Linked DNA regions of Mus musculus: regions 1 and 3 are each linked to region 2. Evidence: chromatin contacts called from public Hi-C and promoter capture Hi-C data. All regions are on one chromosome and are shown on one strand. The core of a region is the stretch at or near the end of the contact, and the rest is flanking DNA. Distances in the headings are between cores, read along the strand shown.

Region 1 (2,759 bases), core at 114-2,613, 430 kb after region 2:
TTCTGTGTGTGCATGTGGGTGCCAGAAGACAGCCTTGGGCACTCTTTCTCAGACACTGTTCATCTTACTTTCCAAGGCAGGGCCTCGCATTGGCCAGGAACTCACCAAGAAAGCTAGGCAGGTGAAAGGCTCTGCCTCCCCAAGTGCTAGGATTACAATAATTGCCACAGTACCTGATGCTTTAAAAAATGGGTTCTGAGGATTATGTGTGTGTGGTGTGTGGTGTGTGGTGTGTGGTGTGTGGTGTGTGGTGTGTGTGTGTGCGTGTGCGTGTGTGTGAGCAAGTGCATCCCACATCTCTGTGGGTACCCCTGGAGGCAAGAAGAGGGCATCAGATCCCGGGAAGCTGGAGTTTCAGGAAGCATGCATGTCTGAAATGGGTGCTAGACATTTAACTGAGGTCCTGTGCTCTGAGCCACTGAGTCGTCTCTCCAGTCCTGTGTTTGTTCTGATACAAGATCTTACTCGGTAGCTTAGGCTGACTTTGAACTCACAGAAGTTCTCCTGCCTCTGGTCGGGATTATGGATGTAAACCATCACTCATGGCCGAGAGTTCTCTTTTGAGCCCATCTTGTCATTCAAGGTTAACCTTTGGATGGGATTGGATTTATTCAGGCTTTTAAACTCCTAACTTTACCTGGGTCTAAGCTTTCTTTCCTAGGGCTGAACTGCACACCAGTTGGCTACTGCAATATTTCAATCATAATTTTATTCTTGTTTCTGTTCCTTGAGAGATTATCTTTCTGCTCTTTGAGACTGCTTGCAAATCTGAAAATACTTGCTGGTTATTTTTTTTTTTTATTCCAAGCGGGGCAGTGGTAGCACACGCCTTTAATCCCAGCACTTGGGAAGCAGAGGCAGGCAGATTTCTGAGTCGAGGACAGCCTGGTCTACAGAGTGAGTTACAGGGCTACACAGAGAAACTCTGTCTCAAAAAAAAAAAGAAGAAGAAAAAGAAGGAGGAGGAGGAGGAGGAGGAGGAGGAGGAGGAGGAGGAGAAAGAAGAAGAAGAAGAAGAAGAAGAAGAAGAAGAAGAAGAAGAAGAAGAAGAAGAAGAAGAAGAAGAAGAAGAAGAAGAAATTTTTTTCTTACATCTATTTATGTGTGGTGGTGGGAGGGGAGTGGTGCACATAGGGAGGCCAGAGGACAACGCGTGAGAACTAGTTCTCTCCTTCCACCGGTGGGTCTCAGGCATCGAACCCGGTTATCAGGCATGGCGGTGGGCATCTTTGCCCACGGGTCCAGTCGTTGGCTTGGATCTGGCTTTCCTAGCTGGGTGTTTTGAATCTTAGAGGGTGTCAGGTTATTTGCTTTGCTGTGTTGCCATGGAAACCCCACAGCCTGCTGCTCCCTTTCTCTACCCCAGAATCTCCAGCCATGCAGGTGACATTTAATGTTCTGACTGCACCGCTGTGGCAGTCAGCTTGACACTGCGTAGATTCTGACTGACCTTCTTCCAGGGCCCCCCTCCCTGCTCTAAGTCCCCTCCTTTGAAACGCTTTATGACCTTTCTCTAGTCTGTCTTTCATTTTCTTTGGGCCTTAACACGTGGGAGACTGCAATATCTCTCAGCACACCCTCATAGGCCAGCATCCTAACCTCATAGCCTGTCTCCTGTTGTGAACATACGGAGCTATGGCGGGTGAGGTGGTCAGACTCCTCACCCAATCCCTCCACTACTCATTTCAGCGTTTCCATAGCAACTGCTGTGTTTGCCTGAAGAAACACTTGAGTCCCAGGGGTTCTGCCTCATCCACAGGCTGACGCCTCTCAAATGTTTATCTCCAGGCTAGACCGCTCTCCTGAATTTCTGACCTGCACAGCTGACTCTCCCCCCAGTCCTCCACATGGAGATTTCAGAAAGCATCACCAGGCTATGGCTTTTGAGGTTCTACTCACAATGGAGCCGCCCACGTCCAGTCTTCTTCCGGTGAACCCTCCCCTTCTCAGTGATTGGCCAGCACCCCCCCCCCCCCACTCCTCCCTGTTTCCAAGTCAAGCCTCCCAAATATCCCTTAGATCCGGCCCCTCCTTCCCTGTTCACCAATGTCCGAGTTCTCCACACCCTCTTAACTGGCTTCACCATATCTGGCCCATCTACCTTTAACCTCGGGATAATCTGAACAAAAACCACAGTGATGTAAAACTCAAACCCAACTGTGTTAGGTTTCTAATGTCCTTATTAATTTCCGGTTGGTGTTGGGGACATGCAGAGGATAGAGCCAGCTCTCTCCTTCTACCATGCAGGTTCCAGGGGCCGAACTCAAGTCACCCATCAACTATGACAGCGAACTTTGTTGCCCGCTGCGCCACCTCACGGGCCTGCTTCACTTACTCTTAAGGGCAGGGTGTTCTGGTTAAATTTTTGTGAAACACAAAACTCATTGGACACAAACCTAGACACATTTGGGGAGGGACGGTCTCAGGCAAGGGTGACCCATGGGACATGTTTGTGGGCATTTTCATATATATATATATATATTAAGATTTATTAATTTTATTTTATGTGTATGAATGTCTCGCCTGAATGTATGTAAATGTAAAATAACCCACATGAATGATTGTTTCTTCAGGAGTCAGAAGAGGGTGTTGGGTCCCCTAGAACCAGAGTCACAGATCGTTGAGAGCCACCATGTGGAGAAGTGAGCCAGGGTCCTCTATAAAAACATCATGTGCTTTTTAAAATACAGGGTTTCTCTCTGTGTAGCCCTGGTTGTCTTAGAACTCTCTATGTAGTCCACGCTGGCTTTGAACTCACA
Region 2 (2,802 bases), core at 212-2,711:
AAGATGCTAAGACCAAAGAACTGCTTGCTACCCACCCCACCCATGCTTCAGCAAACTCCAGATGCACAAGAAGGGAATTTTGTAGAAGCTTAGAAAGGGACCACTGTGACAGAGGAAGGAAAGCACCGCCAGTGTGGCAGTATATGTGCCATCCCAGCTCTCCACACTCTGGCACAGAGGCAGGAGGATCGGGGCTTTGACCACAGCCTGTGCTGTGCCTATCTCAAAAAAAAGCTGAGAAGTGGGAGGTGGGAAAAGAGTGGAGTGGAGAGGAGGCCCAGGGCACAGTGGTGACCCCCGAGGTCCTGCGAGGGGAGGCCTCTGCTCCCATCCATTAAGTACCGGGCTATGAAGACATTGTTAGGACACTGTAACTAACTTAAAGATGACGGCTATAGTTTATTTTGCTATTCTCACTTTTGGAAATTTCCCATAATAAAAAGGTGGTTTTGATGTTTAATTTGTCATAGTCGCTGTTGTTGTTCTTAAGTCACAGTCCCATTCTTTGCCTAGGCTTTTCGCAAACTCCTGAACTCCCAGACTCACCCTGCCTCAGCTTTTGGAATCCCTGGGTGTGCACCATCATACATACATACATACATACATGCTACATACATACACACATCATACACACATACATACATGCTACATACATACATACATACATGCTACATACATACATGCTACATACATGCATGCATACATACATGCTACATACATACATACATACATACATACATACATACCGTATCATATGTGGTTGTTCCTATTACTTCATAGGTATTTGCCTTTAAAGGATTGCATATCAAGCCCAAGAATGCCAGAAAACTGTCTGTCTTCCTAACCTATGACTGTGGCCATCATTGGTACACAGACCACACTTAAATGCTACCCAGTTGCCTGCACATGCTGACCAGTCAGGAAGTTCTTCTGAACACTGTGCTTCTAGTCTTTTCGCTACCTTCAAAGTCTTTCTATTTTGATTAAAAAAAAAAAAAGTGGTCACCTTGATGGTGTCACTAAAATTTTAGCATGACAAGATTCACACTCAAAGTGCATAGTCAAGTTACAAGACCAAAAAAAAAAAAAAAATCTCCTAATGCTTTAGGTAAGTATACAGCAGTTCTGTGTTGCACTGCGTTCACAGTTGTCCTCAGCTGTGTGTGGCCTGCAGGCTGCAGGCTTAACTCCCACAGAAGGTTAGCTCATCAGCCTGGTTCCTGCATCCCAGCTTCTCACCTCTCCCCGTAGACTTATACTCGGTGTACTCAAAGTGGGAAGCGTGGGCTGTGGACTCACCTCATCGTGGACCTCTCTTGCCTCTCTCTGGAAGGGCTGGGCTGTGCTGACTCCGGCCGAGCCCTTTATGCCTCAGGGGTTTTATCCCACCACCACCACCACCACCTCCTCCTCCTTCTCCTCCTCCTCCTCCTTCCCCTCCTCCTCCATTTCTGTGTTTGCACAACGTCTCTAAGGTCACTGGCTGTTCCAGTAACCAAACCACAAAGCAAACCCCTGTCAAAAGCTGAGCTCTTGCTTCATACTTGGCCCTCTGCGTTGTGTTATTTTTACAAATCATGAAGAAATCTAGCAACTTCATGACCCCTCCCACCCACCACAATGGTGGATAACCCCTAGAGAGTGGGACGGGGAACAGGGGCATTAATCTGACACTTAATTGGGAGAGGGTGTTGGTTAGACCTTTTTTATTATTATTTCAAAGCCCCTTTAGACACCCTTGTGACCCAGCCTTAGCTGGAATTGTAAAGAAAGTGTTTTCCTTTTTTCAACCATGCTGCCTTAGTGTGGCCATCTCTGAGTGTGGCCAGCTCTGGAACTTGCAACCAACAGACTGGATTTATTGGGTCTTGATCCATTGTTCTTTAATCTCAGAGTGTCTAAAGCTATAGTGTAGACCGATATGGGACTCTTGTACTGGCTCTTTTATCTGGAGTTTTCAGTGCTGAGAAAAGTTTATCTCAGAACCATTTTCAAATCCAGTGTAGACATTCCTACACTCTCATTCAGAGAGCAGTAAACAGAAATTGGTTCCATTTGGCAGTTGCCCGCACCCACCCGTGAGGACATCTTCTGTTGCTAAAAGTGTTCCGACTTGAAATCAGTAAAGTGAGCCTGCTGTGTCTCCTCTGATTGTTCTTAGTGGAAAATCACACCACGTGGCTAATGTAGACACAGGGCAAACTCAATGGCAGGACATTCTGTAGCTTCACAGTCCAAATGGGCAGCTGAGAAAAGAAATCAATGCTTCAGCCATATACCTGTCCTGGCATGCTGTTCACTCAAATGTAGCAACTCAATCTAAATGGCTTCACTCGTTTAAAAAATAATTGTTTTTAAATTAGATCTCATCACAGAATCACTTGGGCTGTTCATAGTGGTATTGGTGTAGTACCACATCAACTGGGAAGAGCCCAGATCCCTATCAACAGGACACTGGTAACTAGTGTGCTTCATGGTCACTCCATGGGATATTGTCCGGCCATGCAGACACTTGGACAACAGAGAACAGGAATGATTTCACAGTTCTGACAAGAAAGGACAAAGCTGCACAGGAGAGCAGTGGGAAGTTCATTGCTCTGACAGAGCTCAAAGCCAAGCCCAGTTTGTTAAAGAACCCCAAACTCACAAACAACATCAAGACAATGAGAAGACAGGCCTGGAGCTATGGCTTAGTGGATAAGATCGCTCGCTGCTCTTCCAGAGGACCTGGGTTCAGTTCCCAGCATCGGATGGCTTACAACAGCTTGTGATTCCAGTTCCAGGGCATCCAGTGCCTCTGAA
Region 3 (2,859 bases), core at 313-2,812, 410 kb after region 2:
AAGTCTCCAGAACGTGATTATATGAACGAAACATCTCATCTAAAGATCAGCCACATTTCAAGGATCAAAAGTCAATTATGATTGTGGCTGCTATATGAGACCATGCAACTCTAAACTAAGCGGAGAGGCTAGAGGTACAACTCAGTGGTGAGGCGTTTGCTTTGGTTCAATTCCCTATATCAAAAAGGGGTGTGTGGGGTGGGGTGGGGTGGAAAGTGACTGAGGAAGACACCCAATGTCCTAATGTCCACAAGAAAGTGCACAGCAGGACTCTGGCAACACCTGTGTTTTATGAAGCATCTCTGCATGCCGTAGCTTTTATTGGAGGTGATAGTGATACGTGTCTTTGGGCACTAGAGCTCTGTCGTGCCCAGTGTGATGTGAGCCTTGTGCATCTAAATAGTACTCTGCCTTTTCAGGCCCACGGCAGGAAGTAGACGTTGTAGGCCTGCAAAGTGTGGTGATTGGAGCACTGCACATGCGCAGAGACACTGCTACGCAAATATTAGTCTAGCGCCTCTGGTGGATGGTGCCTGTTGAGGGAGCAAGGAGCAGGTGTGGTCCAGGAATCAGAGTGTGTGTTTCAGCATAGGAGAGAGATTCTACCACTAGTGTTGTTAGTTCCATTGTTAACTTTGTGATCAAATACAAGCTGCTCTGAGAATTTCCTATTCTTTAAAGAAAAAATTAAAAACTTCAGACTTCAGATCCTTCAACTCACTGCATTCCTGAACAGTTTTGTACCCTAATGAAAATTAAGCTGCAGAGAATTTGGCTGCCTTGTTTCTTGATGGATTATTAATTTGTTTTAACTTCCCATTTTGTTCTAAATGGAGTCCAGACCTCTGTGGTATGCCAAGTAAAGGGGATCAAGGCACAGGACAAAGTAACAACAACGACTATGACGACGACGACGACGACAATGGCAATGATAAATGCCCACTGTCAAATGAGCGCGTGATTCTATCTGTGCTTTGAAAATTTATTAAATCACGTATTCATTTATCTCTGCATCTATTTATCTATCCTTATACTAACCTATTTGATGGAATTTTTTAATTTGTTTTTCCTTGGAGTGCGGTTGAATTTTTGTGGAGATTCCCATTGTCCATAGCAAATCCCACATGCAGTAGATGAATAGTCAACCAAGCTCTTATCATTGCCCATGTCCAGGAGTGAGACTGGAGTGCACAGAGAAAGCACTACCAGAAGGACCCTCATTTTAATGCATTTCTGTACTGTTAACACAATAGTTTTCATAACAAAATAAGGACAATAAAGTTAATCGCTGTCACCCCAACTGCCCTCCACAGTTTCCTGAAACAGCTCACCAAATGACCAGAAAGAGTTAACACAGAGAATTCCAGATAACGTGATGTGTGGACAAATCCCAGATTGGATGGTGGCCCAGGGTTGGGGTGAGAAACAGCAGAGTGTGGGGGGGGGGAGTGGGGGGAGGTCCAGGGGAGGGGCTTAGTCCTCACTCTCAACCAATAGCATAAGGGCTTCAGGCCCAACGCCCATTGGCTGAAACTATTTCAAGGGTCAGGACCGCACCTGAACTCATCATCAGAGGACTTGGTGGAGGAGCGCTCGTGGGCCTTATAGGTTTGGCTGCTTGGAGACTGCTTTGCCTGGACGAGGAAGGTAATCCCGGAGGTTCTCTGCACTGTGATGGTGATTGCGATGCTCCTGGCTTTCTTTCTGATATTCTGGCTTTTTCTGCCCAGGGCTGGGATGCTTATCTGACATGTCCTTACTTTAACTAGCATCAATATTCATCTGTCTGTCTGTCTGTCTGTCTGTCTGTCTGTCTCTGTCTCTCTCTCTCTGTTCCTTCTTCCCTTCCTCTCTCTTTCCTTAATGGTATTATGATTGAACATAGGTCCTGGCTCTGCTAGCCAAGTGCTCCACTGCCTTAGTTTTACAGTTTTTGAGTTTTTGGTCTTGCCAAGATGCCCAGGCTAAGGTACTGGGAAGACCCTTTCTCGGGGGCGAGATGGTAGCCCACATGCTTTGATGAATACTCTCCTGTCATTTTTTTTTTTCTCTCGGTTTAACTCAGAGCATAGGGTTAGAGTTGCATATAGAAAATCCCACAAGGCTGAGAGCTGACCCAGCAGGAAAAGCCCTTGTCATCCAAGGGCAAGAATTAGAATTCGGATCTCTAGGACCCATGTAAAGTCAGATGTGGCGGTACACATCTGTAATGCCAGAACCCACAGTGAGATGAGGCGGATGGTGAGGACTGCAACCTGAGGTTGTCCTCTGACCTCCACACATTTGTAGTGGAACATGTGTATGCACAAGTACACACCCATGCCAAAGACAAGTGGAAAAAAAACAATCCTACTTGTAGTAGATAAATATTCAATTAAATGCTCCCTGATAATTTTGAAAATGAGTTGCTCCTATATTTTCTATCTCTGCAAGACATTCTTAAACCCCACTCCTATTCATATCCAAAGCTGTCTTACAAGTGAAATCATATAAAAGCATTAGAGAGATGCATGTGTGAGGTCACCCCTGCTTAGGTCTAAACACAGCTCCCCAACTCCCCATCTTAGCCTTACAGGGACGTCTCTTTTTTTCCCTGTAGGCTTTGTGAGCCATGGACTCCTACGTAATCCAGACGAATGTCAATGACAGCCTACCTTCAGTGCTGGATGTTCGCGTCAATATTGGCGGGAGAAGCTCGGTGCAAGGGAGAGCGAAGGGCAGGAAGGCCAGGTGGAATGTGAGGCCCTCTGACATGTCCAATAAAACCTTCAATCCCATCCGAGCCATTGTGGACAACATGAAGGTGAAGCCGAATCCGAACAAAACCGTGATCTCTCTGTCAATTGGTGAGTTCGGGCC

What was found. Promoter capture Hi-C pulls out the DNA fragments that hold promoters and counts their contacts. A called contact is a pair of places that touch in the nucleus more often than the background predicts.
Region 1: a promoter capture Hi-C map of liver shows a contact between it and region 2. The contact joins the promoter of 1700064F23Rik here to the promoter of Hp in region 2. A contact is called at or near these places in 3 of 39 promoter capture datasets (liver and pre-B cells), 5 of 484 Hi-C or Micro-C datasets (the G1E-ER4 cell line, embryonic stem cells and liver) and 1 of 9 other capture datasets (liver).
Region 3: a contact with region 2 is called in a Hi-C map of liver, with 6 times the contacts expected there. The contact joins the promoter of Tat here to the promoter of Hp in region 2. A contact is called at or near these places in 3 of 39 promoter capture datasets (embryonic stem cells and liver), 4 of 484 Hi-C or Micro-C datasets (all in liver) and 1 of 115 datasets of contacts at active chromatin or transcription factors (hepatocytes).

Annotation. Positions count from the first base shown.
Region 1 is chr8:110,005,162-110,007,920 of GRCm38.p6, forward strand. It overlaps 1700064F23Rik (a long non-coding RNA gene), which reads left to right and starts at 1,364. Exons shown (of 3, transcript XR_879187.1): 1 at 1,364-1,642; 2 at 1,789-1,930; 3 at 2,248-2,365.
Region 2 is chr8:109,577,711-109,580,512 of GRCm38.p6, forward strand. It overlaps Hp (haptoglobin), which reads right to left and starts at 1,462. Exons shown (of 5, transcript NM_017370.2): 1 at 1,300-1,462. The coding sequence starts at 1,304.
Region 3 is chr8:109,988,874-109,991,732 of GRCm38.p6, forward strand. Tat (tyrosine aminotransferase) reads left to right here and starts at 1,563. Exons shown (of 12, transcript NM_146214.3): 1 at 1,563-1,647; 2 at 2,600-2,846. The coding sequence starts at 2,612.